Regions from separate parts of the Hordeum vulgare genome. Here region 1 is linked to region 2. The links are chromatin contacts, called in public Hi-C maps. All regions are on one chromosome and are shown on one strand. Each heading gives the region's core, a stretch centred on a gene start, on an enhancer-like site or on the middle of the called end of the contact. The rest is flanking DNA. Distances are from core to core; before and after follow the strand shown.

What was found. A called contact is a pair of places that touch in the nucleus more often than the background predicts.
Region 1: a Hi-C map of leaf shows a contact between it and region 2, with 4 times the contacts expected there. The contact joins the promoter of LOC123434039 here to the enhancer-like site in region 2. A contact is called at or near these places in 3 of 6 Hi-C or Micro-C datasets (leaf and seedling) and 1 of 1 datasets of contacts at active chromatin or transcription factors (embryo).

The regions. Positions count from the first base shown.
Region 1 is chr1H:327,911,903-327,918,364 of MorexV3_pseudomolecules_assembly, reverse strand. It overlaps LOC123434039 (trihelix transcription factor GTL1-like), which reads right to left and starts at 4,567. Exons shown (of 3, transcript XM_045115489.1): 1 at 4,002-4,567; 2 at 1,629-3,312; 3 at 210-1,518. The coding sequence starts at 4,393. The coding sequence ends at 1,108. It overlaps LOC123434055 (a long non-coding RNA gene), which reads left to right and starts at 4,479. Exons shown (of 2, transcript XR_006625353.1): 1 at 4,479-4,519; 2 at 4,561-4,765.
Region 2 is chr1H:327,424,525-327,431,137 of MorexV3_pseudomolecules_assembly, reverse strand. No RefSeq gene overlaps it. Among protein-coding and RNA genes, the nearest start is that of LOC123434023, 170 kb to the right of the region's middle. Within about 2 kb of position 2,922, at least 3 of the 3 cell types and tissues checked have open chromatin away from gene starts, as enhancers often do. A contact at or near this core is called in leaf and seedling, where this site is marked.

The sequences.
Region 1 (6,462 bases), core at 3,318-5,817, 490 kb before region 2:
ATTGTAGTGACAATATTTTGGAAGAGAGATCCTTATGGGATCTATAACCAGAGTAAGCTTACAATAATTTAGGCATCAGATCTAGAGTATAATCAGATGTGAACCTGTAGCTTTAGCCTGCATCTACCTTTAGCCATTAAAATACAGAAAACACAGTAGGCATCAAGCATGTAGTGATGGAGTTCACATATACTCAAAAGAATGCTGGGTGCAAGAACAGCAAGAATATAAGATATAGTATGTCACAAGTATACACTGTAATAGTTGTGTAAAAACAGTTGGTAAGAAGAAGAAAAACTCGCTAATACATAATGGACAATTTCGGTAATTTTGAAGAAAAATAGATCAGAAGGAAAAAAAAAATCCGCATATGCTCCAGCACCTTCTTCCTCATGGCCTGCAGGCGAGTACCATCGATCCTTTTTCATTTTTCACCGTTCCATTGCAGCACGTACAGTACCACACTGTAGAGCAGTAGCCGCATGCGCCCAATCGACGAAAGTAACAAGGACACGCTCTTCTCTTCATTTTAACCGAGCGCGAGCTGGATCGATCTTATTACCAGGGTCTTTTTACCACCCCGATGTAGTAGTAATTAACCTCTCAGCGAAGCCCTCCGGCAAGAAGGGTTCTTATTAATCACCACGACAAATCAATAAATAACCAGACCACCATTTTTTTCACTGTAACACTGTAATTAACACAGCAACGAATCAAGAAACGGATGCAGCTGCTAGCTTGGAGTATCTGGGACGGGACATGGAGAGGGAGGGTGTGTATCGGAGTAGCAACGTCGACGACGACGATGCGCGCGCATGCATATGCATGCATGCAGGCGAATGATTCTGACATGGACATGCCGTCGTCGCTACGTGCATGCAATGCATATGAGGGGTGCTGGAGCTTGGTGGAGGAGGAGAGCTCTTGAGTTTTAGGTTTCTGAGATGCGGAGATGTATGGAGTATGGACGGGGGTGGAAGAGCCGACGGGGTAGGTAGATAGATACAAATGGTACAAGAAAGAGAGAAAGAGAAGGTAGAAAGCCATCTATTGAATTGATTGATGGGGGTATGGGGAGAGAGCTAGTCACCGGGGTGGTGTATGGATCTACTGGACCATGCCCAGGAAAGATCCGGCTGTCGTCGTTGCCGGCGCCGGTGCGCTGGGAGCGGCAGCAGCACCCGGCGGGTTGCCGCCGCCGCTGGACGAGGTGGCGTTCGGCCTGACAACGTTGTGGTGGTGCTGTTGATGCTGATTCTGGTGTTGTTGCTGCCCCTGGAACTGGATCTTGTACTGCGTTTTGTTGCCGTCGAGGTCGTCCTCCTCGTCCTCATCCTCGTAGTCGTCCTCGTCCTCGTCGTCCTCGTCCATGTTATCGCTGTCGGCGCCGCCGCCGCCCGTACGGTTGTAGCTGTTGAGCAACGCCTGCTGCGCCGCCTGCGGCTGCGGCTGCGGTTGCGGTTGCGGCTGTGGCTGCCTCTGCTCCATCGTCGTCGTCTCCTTCATAATGCCTTCTAGCTTTAAATGCGCAGTGTTATGCAATCAGCATTGGATCACGGAAGAAACGAACAGCAGGGTACCACATGTACGTGCCAATTGGCTACGGCCACATCCAGAATGCACATTACCTTTTTCGCCGCCTTGTTGCCGCCTGCTTCGCTGAAGACGAACCTGCTGCCGCCGTTGCTCGCCACCCTTTGCACTCCCCCGGAGACTCCTTCCGACGCGTTGCCGCCATTACTGTTGCCGTTCCCGGCGTTGCTGGCGTCAGTCTTGGCCACCCCCACAGGTGCCACGGCGTGCTGCTGTGGAGACGTCTGCGAGATCGGCGCCGCGACGGTGAACGCCTCGATGCGGTCCTGGGGAGCTGCATTGGCGTGCTCTGCTGGCGGCGGCAAAGACAGTGGGCTGCCGGCGCCGGATGGGGAGCTGAGCGCCGCCTTGTTGCGGTAGAGCGCCTCGAGCTGGTGGAAGTAGGGGCACGTCTTGGAGTCCTCGGGCCGCTTCTTGTTGCTCTCCTTCACCTTCTTGAAGTACTTGTTGATGTTCTCCCACTTCTCCTTGCACCGCTTGGAGCTCCGGTTGTAGCCCATCCGACGCATGCCGGCGGAGATCTCTTCCCAGAGCGGTCCCTTCGGCCCGGCCTCTTGGTACCTCATGTCCAGGTTGCTCCGGAGTTGGATCAGCGCGTGCACCTCCGTCTTGGGCCACCGCGACGATGCCGGTCCGCTGCCGCCACCGGACCCGTCGTACCCCGACGAATCGTGCGGCGCTTCGGATGGCGTCACGACGATGTCCATGCAGCTTGAATTCACGGCCGGCGCTTGCTGCTGTAGCTGTGGCGTCGCTGGAGCCGGCGACTTGTGCGGCTGCGGAGTCACGGGCGGCATTGTTGGCGGCTTATGCTGCCGTGGCGAGGGTTGAGGCTGCGAGTGCGTGGCAGGTGGCTGCGAAGACGACGGCGGTGGAGGAACTGGCGCGGCGGAGTATGCTATGGGTGAGGCGTGAGGCTGCGATGGTGGTGGCGGTGGCATGAATGTGATGGCCTGCGCGGCGATGGAGGGCATGGGGATAGTCTGCCCGGTGATCTTCTGTATGAAGGAGAGAACGGCGGCGTCGCGGGTAGCAGCCATGGCGCGCTCCTGCGCGAGGATCTCCTGCTCGCGCGCGAGGCGCGCCATCTCCTGCCTCCGCCACGCCTCCTCGCGGATCATGCGGTCCTGCTCCCGCTTCTCGATGGCCTCCAGGAATCGCTGCTGCATCGCCTCCTGACGCTCCATCACCTGCTTCATCAGCCCCTCGAAGAACCTCATCATCTTCCCGCTCCCGGCCTCGCCGCCAGTAGCGGCCGCGGCGCCACCCTCCGACGTCCTCTTCCTCTTCCCTCGCTCGTCGGCGCCGCCACCCATGTCGTCCGTGCCCTCGTCGTCGGAAGAGTCGTCCTCGTCCGAGTACTCCTCCGTGTTGGACGTTGAGAAGCTCATGTTGCCCACTACCACCGGCGTCGGCAGGCCTGCCGTAGCGGCGGCCGAGGCACCAAGAGGCGGGGGCTCGGCGAGGGGCCGTACGGCTGTGGGGCCCACCACCCCAGGTACTCCAACGGCTGTGGCCGGCGGCGGGGCCGACGCCATCGGAGCCGGCGTCGCTCCGGGCGTGCCGTGCAGCGCCTCGAGCTGTCGGAAGAAGCGGTAAGCTTTGCCGTCGTTGCGGCCGGCGCGGCTGTCCTTGGTGCGCTTGTAGTACTTGTGAACGTTCTCGAACTTCTCCTTGCACTTCTTGGCGTTCCGCCTGTACCCCTCCTCGGCCAGCTTCCTGCCAACCACCACCAACACCAATCATCATGAGCATCAGCGGCACAAAGCGAAAAAAACCTCGTCAATGGAGCTCTACTCTACAACCACAATTGCACACATACGAACTCACACATCATGCAAGTAAACCGTAACCCTCACACAAAAGCTGCATGCATGTACTAGTAGAATTTTACTCGATTTGGGCACCCAAATGCAAAAGATATACTAGAAAGGCATATGCATACATGCAGCACTAGCAAGAATGGCAAATCCCAAGAAGAATGCAAAGTAAATTAAATCGGGAATAAAAATCCAACTTTTGTGTGCAGAAATTCAGAGGGCCAGAGTAAAAGACAGCGTCTCCGGGATAGATGCCCCCCGGATCTGAAGCTTACCGGAGTAGTACCTCTCATGTCGAAGGGATGGTTGGACAAAAAAAATCAGGGAAAGGTGGGGAAGGAGAGCGATATGATTTTAAAATGGAAAAAAGTCACTGTGCTCGTGAAGGATAGTTAAGGCAAAAGTGTAAAAAAGAAGTGTTTTTTAGCGGGTAATTGAACAGCCGCGGCTGACGGGAATCACACCACGCCGGCGCCGAGATTTCATGCGGCATTACGCCGACGGCAATTTCCGGCCTCGACGGACGGCGACGCCGGCGACGGCGCGCGCAATTGCCTGGCAGAGGTCAATTAGTGGGCTGTAATTTACCTGGAGACCTCTTCCCAGAGTGGGCCCTTGAAGGTGGCGTCCCGGAACGCGGCGTCCATGTCCGACCGGATCTTGAGCAGCGCCAGGGTCTCCTGCCGCGGCCACCGGTTTCCTCCAGCGCCGCCGCCCAAGCCTTCCTCGCCGGCCGCTGCCGCGGCGAGTGCCTCTTCGTCGAAGCCCACAGCGCCGGCACCTGCTAGCTCGTTGTTGAGCTGTTGCTGCTGCTGCGGCGGCCCTGGCGCCGGCGGGCGGCTGCTGATGGGCGAGGGCGCCTCGGCCATGGAGATCCGCTGCTGGCCGGTGCTCCTAGACGGCGAGAATGGCGGCATCTCTGGGGGATGCAAGCCGAACTGCTGGCCCGGGCCTCCACCCTGCTGCTGCTGCTGCTGCATGCTAGTACACACTGGGTGCACGTCGCCGACCGAGCTTTACCACAGGCGCATAGGGAATGGAGGCGACTGAATGATCAGTACATGAGAGAGAGAGAGAGAGAGAGAGAGAGAGAGAGAGAGAGAGAGGTGAAAAAGATGGGAGGCCAGGACAAGCAGAAAGAGCACAGAGAGAGAGAGAGAGAGAGAGAGAGAGAGAAGGAGTGGGGAAAAAGGGAAAGGAACAGAGATGAGGTGGTAGGCAGGTGAGGGATGAAGATGAAGAAGAGGAATAGAGGAGCGCTAGTACAGGAAGCCTGGCACAAGAAAAATACTAGCCCTGCAAGGGAGAGGGGAGGGGAGGAGGAAGAAAGAAGACGGAGAGGAAAAAAGAAATAAGATACCTTCAGTAAGCCTGCAATAAATAATAGGGTGGATGGAGGAGAGAGAGGGGACGAGAATATGATAGCTGTGAAGGAAAGAGAGAGAGAGAGAGAGAGAGAGAGAGAGAGAGAGGGGTGTTGAGGAGTGAAATGTTGAGTGCAAGGAGAGATGGCTGTTTGTTGTGTGCAGACGATGATGAGGGGGATGATGCGGGAGATAAAACAAACGGGATGCTGCGCTGTCAGGGTGGCTTTACCTCCCTCCCTGACTAATGCCCCTACAGCTAGTTAAAAACCCAAAGGACGGAGGAGAGGGAGAGGAGTGCCGGGCAATGGTATGGTAGAGAGAGAAACATGTGAGCGGCATGGAGAGGAGATGAGAGGAGAGGAGAGAGAGAGGCTTGTGATGAAAGGGAGGGGAGCACAAATACCCATCTACAAAACTCCCCCTACCTCAATCCCCATGGAGGAATATGTTGGATTCTGTGGTCATCTTAGTCATTTCTCCCATACAATATATCTTAGTCATATACAGTATTATCCATCGGATTAACCTTTCTTAGCTACCAGTAACTTTACACTCGTATTCCTCCTAGCTAGTACAGCCTCTGTTATCACAACTTTTCGATGCACCTAATTTTGAGGGTTAGAAGCGACTGTTGCAGTGAAACAATTCATTACAGTGAGTTTTTCTTCTCTTTTCTGCAGTGGTATTTTTTACAAAAGAAACGTAAATTTGGTATTGACAAAAAAACATAAATTTGGCCTCAAAAGCCAAAGAAAAAGCTGTATGCATGAGAGAACAAAATTAGTTAGGAGAAACGGGGGAGAGAGAGAAAAGAAAAGAAAAGGTACTAGGACGAGGAGTGAGAGAAGGAGCAGACAAGACCACATTATAACAGCTGTGCCGTGGGCCCGCGCGGAGAGCGAAAGAGGCGCAGAACGTGCCCCGGCGATTAACGCGGACCCCCCCATCACCACCCGCCCAGGCAACACCGACGCGGTGCACCGCGCGCAGACGCCACTGAGCTGCGGGCCCGTAACTTTGCTTGACCCACGCGTCATGCGTTTCGGCTGGAGAATACGCCTGTGCGCGGAGAAGGCGGAGGAGTATAAAAATGGCCATGCATTGGCATGTTGTGGGTTAATCCCTCCCTTTCCAGGTAATAAATGGCCATGTGGCCCCTTTTAATGATTAGGCAAAAAAATCTGACCGATTAATTAAGTTAACCACCTCGATTATTATTTTTCCCTGCTTAAGTTAATGTATATGTATGGGCAGGATGGCATTTATTTTCACATGGAAATGCGTTTTTAGAAATGTATATGGGGCAGTGAGTTGAAGTGGAGAACAGTCACGGGCTGTTTGTATCCGAAAAAAGAAAATCCTGTCTAGCACATATACATATGCATTTAGCATTTACATGAGATTTGATGGTTAGGGTTGGAGTCCTGCACAAAAATACCATCCACATATGTATTTCACTGTATCTTTTTAATTGACCACATCAAAGCGAATAAATGATAGTACATACTAACATTATTGAGCCAAAAACATGATAAGTATATGCCACTGGTTTCAGTATACTAGCAATAAAAGATGTGCAACATGTTAAAATATTTGATCACATCTTAAATACAGACACAATGTATGTTGTATTACGGCAAATGACACATATCATTTCATGCATTGCGTTAAAATATTTGCAA
Region 2 (6,613 bases), core at 1,673-4,172:
TAAGTGAACTATGCACTTTGTGAAAGAATATTAGACGACAACAAATAATTTCAAAATTAGCCAGTTAAGAAATTGCAAGATGAAGATATTCATGAATAATACTCTCAGACAAGAACGGTTAAAGGAGAAAGCAGTGCCTCACGTTGCAAGGTTTCAGCATAGCAGAATGAGCCAATCCTGTGAATCCTGTGGAACTCAATGGAGCCTGCATTCATTTGGGAGCACATAGAACAACATCGATTGAAAAAAAGCCATGCATAATTTTGGGGAGGGTGTAGGTACCAACAAGGGAACACACTTGTAGAAGGGCGGAGGGACTAATTATCGACATTAGTCTCAACCATGGTTGCCGGCAAAATATTTGCGCAAGTAATGACGGATTGAGGGCAATGTGGAAAGCGAAGCTGAAAAATGGAGACTAAATGGACGCAATTGAATTGTATTTGTAACTGACCCCCAGTAATTGGCCACCAGTGAGTGCGCCTCATCGATTGCAGTTAATGGTCCGCTGCAACTAAGAACTGATTCTCGCTGACAATTGAAGGCGAATCGACATGGGACGGTCCGCTGCCCGGTGACCGCATGGTGGCGTCGCCCAACGAGACCATCCGCCCAACCGCGTTGGTCGCCATGTGAGGAACCACCGGGCCTCCTTCACCGAAGCGCATGGGCGCCATGCTTCGATCCCGCACCTCCGGTCGATCCAATCGACTCCACGCATCGGGACTGAACACTCACCGGTCGATCCTAGCTATGTAACCCTAGTCGATGGACCTCTTTAGCGAACTGGACGAGTGGATCTCCTTCACCGAGACGCCTGGGCTGTAATGGGCTGGCCTACAGCCTAGTTAACTGTAGGGATCCATTTCGGCCTGTGGAGCAGCAGCCCACCGGACAGTCAGTCCAGTTATTCCTAGATGTGGGACATATCGCTTTAAACAGGAGATCCAACGACCAGTAATGTTCAGATCATGAAAATGGACGGTAAAAACGATGATCGCTGAGAGGACTTGGTTTAGACTCAGTTTTACTGTCCTTAATATTTGATTAAAGTGGATGGATGCAAGTGATCAAGTTGAATTAGAGGAAATATGATGTTGCGATCGCAACATCATATTTCCTCTAATTCAACTTGATCGCAACATCATATTTCCTCTAATTCAACTTGATCACTTGCATCCATCCACTTTAATCTAAATGTAGTTGCTGGCACAATAATTATTGATGTTGTATATTAATATGTGTAACCGTGTGTAAATATTATATATATATATATATATATATGTGCGTTTACTAGTGGCGTGGGTTAGAAAAGCACGACACTGATAACTCACTTAGCAGTAGCGATGTCTAAGGGCCGCTACTTCTAAACTTTAGCAGTAGCGCTGGGCAAACGGTTAGATGTAGCGCCGTAGCAGTAGCGCGGACACCCGCGCTACTGATAGTTCAAAAACCCGCACGACTCCTAGGGTTTTCCCTAGTAGTGAGGAGGCGGCGTACCAGCAACAGCTCGCGGAGGCTATCGCGTTGTCGGCCGCCGGGGACTGTGTCGTGCCACCTCCGCCGAAGCCCGAGCCCACAGAGCCGTGGGAGGTCTACCAGTGGACCAGCTGCATCCGCGAGTTTGCGAGTGCGCCGCCCATCTGGCTAGGCGCGACACCACAGCAGGAGCAAGCCTACCTCGAGCACTGGAGGACGGCATACTTGCAGGCGGAGCGCGCTGAAGGCCTTCGGCTGATGGAGCTGGAGAAGGAGGCGGAGGAGGAACGATGGAAGATGAAGGAGGAGGAGCGCCCCCGTGCTGCTGTGCTGCCACCGCCACCAGCACAGCCCGCGTCGGCGGGACAGACTACGGAGGAGCAGGCAGCTGCTCTCTGGAACACGGCGTTTCCTTGGGCTGGCCCTGCGCCTACGCTGGTCGACCTCACGGATCGCCGCCGCCGCCTAGGGCTGCCTCGTAGTTTTACTCTCTTTTAATTAATGTAATGCGGACGCGTGGACTTTCGCAGGCCTTCGTGGCTGGCTTTTTATGTTTAATTACACATATTTATTATTTTTGCAAATATTTTAAATATATTTTTACACGTTGATAAAAATGGGTCGGGCAAGCGATGGCCGCTTGCTTCGATTCAAACGATGAAGCGGACATTGGTATATGCTGGGTCGAGCCAAACGAACAAAATGACGTTTGTTGCTCTTAGCTGCGTGCACGGTCACGATCGCCTTTCACCGCTTAGTCACTACTCCTAGATGCCTCCTTCTCGTGCCAATGGCAGCATCAATCACTATTTGCCACCTTCTGGGCAGCACGGATAGCTCAGCTGGGCTCAGCCTTGATCAGCCGCCACACATGTGGCTCTTCCCAGGCCAAGCATCAGGCGCGGCAAGGACCAGTTTTTACTGTATCACGGCACGACTAAAAGCAGGAAAAGAACGGCCGTGAGTCTACGACCACGCGGCCTCCTGAACGCACGAGCCTCAGAAAAGGAAGTCATTTATTTTCCTTTCTCACGTAGAGGGAGATTGACAGGTGAAGGAGACTGATGCCGAGAGATCTGTGCCTCGGTATCTCAGACACCTGTTACAGAGACGCGATTGGTCCATCTCTGAACGTCTTACCGTCACATTGTGATGTGTGACAGAAGGCCAAAGCTTCACATCCAAGGTGGAAATCATGGAGCTTCTGGGTGACTTTGTTGTCTCAGCACTTGAGCCTGAAACATTTTAGACGGAAGACGGTACCATAACAAGTGCAGGTCACATGAGATGTGAGGTTGGTTATGGTTCAGTTCTCTAGAACGGGGTCTGGACCTGACCTGTTGTACGTTTCTAATAGTGCGGCTGGTATTAAAAGTGCCCAAGTGCCAAGCAAGGACGTAACCACCTGCCGCCATCAAGAATTCCCCCTTGTGCCACCGTTGCACGAGTATGTTTCTGAGAGAGGTGATGAGTGCCGGAAGTCCCTGGTCGATCCGCGCCAAACGTATCGCTTCACGCAAGCAAAAGTGGCCAGATCGATGGACGGGTCCGGACTGGCGTTGTCGTTTACTTGTGGCTACGACTATGTTTAGTTTTTTTTTTTTTTTTTTTTTTTTTGAGGGGGACTATGTTTAGTTTTGACATGTGTGGACTCTGCACTCTGCAGTCGGCTTGTCCGGAGTCAAAGATGAACAGCGGCACGTTTTGGTATGGTTGGTTGCTGCGGCAGTAGGTAATTAAAATATGGTCTCCTCGTGGTAAGTACCGCAGGACTGGAGCGTGGAAAAATACCAGGTCTTCAGGTGCACGCCTAGGTTGGTCTCTGTACGCAACGCTGTGAAAACGAGCCACTTTGCTTGCTGAATCCGTGTTCTGAAATTACTTAGAGCGACATTAATGGGGCGAATCATATCATTCACGCGTGTTCGTTTTAATTGTCGCAGACATAAAATTCGGCCAAACAACGATTCAAACGAACACATGATCTTTTTCTCTGTACGCGATTCGTTTCAGACTTAAATTTGGATCGTATTTACATCGACGCGAACATAGGATAGACATCTCCGACGTCCACCCTTTTCTTCTCCGTGGCCCGATCATCGATGGCACATCGGTTAGTCTCCTTTTTCTCCCTTCGTCTTCAACTCACTCGTCCGTCTCACATTCCACCGTCGCCGTCCACTTTCATCGACACTAGCAACCATCTGTCCATAGATAGGTCACCCTCCTGACGGCTTCATCTTCTGTTGTCATCGCCCAGCTCCGCTACCTTGTGGTGGAGCGCAAGGTTCTTCATTGGTCGGCTTCTTCCACGACACCCGTAAGATGTTCGACGATTTGCCCGTAAGGTATAAATGGACTCTGATAATGATTTTTTTTCTATAACACTCTGTGTGATTCAGATGATTCTTCATCTGATGATGGGGAGGTCGTCGTAGCTGCGTTGGTTGTCCACAACCACCTAAGTATGAAGCGTCCGCAGTTTAGGGGCACGATACCAGGGCACACGTCGACACTCAATCGTAACAGGGAGAGTGGTCATTTCCTACTTTGGAACGACTACTTCAAGACCCCAAATCCGCTCTTTAAACATCACATGTTCCGACGCCGTTTCTGTATGGCTAGACATGTGTTCAACAGTATTCGGAAGGGGTGGTGGGGTACGATAACTATTTCGAGTGCAAGACGGATGCCCTTGGAAAGATTGACTTCTCTTCTTATCAGAAATGCACTGCTGTCATTCGGATGCTTGTATACGGAGTTCCCGGTGATTTCATTAATGGGTATGTCCGGATGAGTGAGTCCACATGCTTGAAGTCCATGTATAGGTTTTGCAAGGCTGGCATAGTTGTGTTTGAGCCAGAGTACTTGAGAGAGACAACTCTTGCTGATACAGCACGGTTGATGGCGATGAATGCTAGCAAGGGGTTCCCGGTGATGCTTCATAGCATAGATTGTATGTACTGGAAGTGAAAAAAATGTCCTCTGCTTGGCAAGGCCAGTATAAGGGCCATGTCTGAGCTTGCACTGTCATATTTGTGGTCGTTGCTTCCCAAGATCACTGGATTTAACACTCTTTCTTTGAAATGGCCAGATATCACAACGATATCAATGTGCTCCAACGCTCTCCGGTGTTTGCTAGGATGGAAGAATGCAATTTTCCGGAGGTTAATGTTGAGATCAATGACCACCGATACAACAATTGATACTATATAGCTGACAGTATCTATCCATAGTGGACTACTCTTATCATTGTCAAGACAATTAACAACCGTGTAGGAGAGAAGAGAAGGAGATTTTTCCAAGAGCAAGAGAGTGGTAGAAAGGTTGTAGAGTATGCCTTTGGCGTTCTTCAATCTCAATGGGGCATCGCTCGGTATCCTGATAGAACTTGGAGCATCAAAAAGTTACGAGGGGTGATGACAGCTTGTGTGATCATGCAAAATATGATCATAGAGGATGAGCGTCCAAAACATCTATATGATCATGGGTCTCAGTTTCAGGGTGACAATGTTGTGCCTTAACATGGAGGAGCGGCAACGTTTGCACAGTTCACCAAATTTCATCATGATATGTATGATTGAAAAACTCACATGCAGTTGTACAATGATTTCATTGTGTACACTTTTCAAGAATTCGTCCAATTAATCACTTACTATGCCAGTTAATCGCTACTCATTGGGTGATCAAAATGAATAACACCTATTCATCGTGTTAACTTGTTAGACCGATTAGTTGATCTGTAAGACCGATTAATCGCTGCCTACCCATTAACTTTTGTGCAAACAAAGCCCATTATTCCCTAACCCCTCCCATCCCCCTCTCGCTCCTCAATAGCTCAGGATCAACCAAATGGTAGAATATTTTGGTATAGTACATAGTCGAGAGCGTGAGAGTATGGTATAATACATAAAAACAAGATATATGTTGGCAAGTTTCTATTAAATCTATCGATTAATGATCAACTGATTAATCCGATTAAGATGTTGGTTCACCGATTAATCGCTACTCCCAAGCCGACCGAGCAGCTACCAGTTATCGATGTCTTGAACAGTGATTATGCATATGTGGCTTCATGTTCAACCAATACATGCATCGACAACTTTTTTTCGAAACGTATTAAATATAAATTTGGTTTGTAAACTACGAGATATTTACGTGGTTCTTGAACTATGTAATATTTTCTATTTTTATTAAACTTTGTTAATCTAGGATCAAATTTTATAAATATGTGACAAAATGATTAAAAATGATCACAAGCTTGTCGCGCGGGTGAAAAATGGGTTAACACATTGGGTGCATGGTCGACCCAAAAAAAACCGAGGCACACATGTTGATTCAAACGAACAAAACACGAACAAAACGCATGTCCATTTAGGTCGCCTCGTTGAAATTACTCTTAATACTTCAGTAAAGTATATTTGGTACTCCTACTACTTTCCTCTAGACCCACCGGCGGCACTGGTCATCTAGTAAAGTATGTGTGATATGAGAGCGGTATATTAAACGTGCATCGATAGCATCTATAGCCGTAACTTGTAAATATGGTCCCTCAAACGCCCGTGAATGTGTTCGGACGCGCCCGCGAACACTGGCCGGTCACACCTCAAATACTGCATTCTACACGTGAACACCTCAAATTAGAAAACTCAAATTCATATTATTACATGCAACGTAAACCTAATACTAAATGGAGCTTGTCCGGCTCCGTCGTGTCCATATTCGACGGCCGACTGCACCCCTCACAGTGTCAGTCTAGTCGCCGACGAGGTAGAGTAGGACATGGGACACTAGCCGGCTCACGGGACTCGAGCTCTCGTCGTCTCCCATGCCCTACTCTTCCTCGTCGGAGCCCATGACGCGGACGGTGCCGATGGACGTCAGGTCGATGACAGATCCTTCCTGCGAGGAGTCGATGTCGACCACGACGCGGTTGCGGCGCCCGCACCCGTGCATTACACGGGGCGTTGGAGTGTGTAACACCGTCTCTCCAACGTCCATCGCCGCGAGGGCCTCCGCCGCTTGCTACGCCCGCTGACTTGCACGACAAGAAAATGGGGCCAAATATATGAGGGGTCAATGCGGACCAGTGCGGGCTAGTGCGGGCCAGGCGGGCATACCCGGCGCGTCCGAG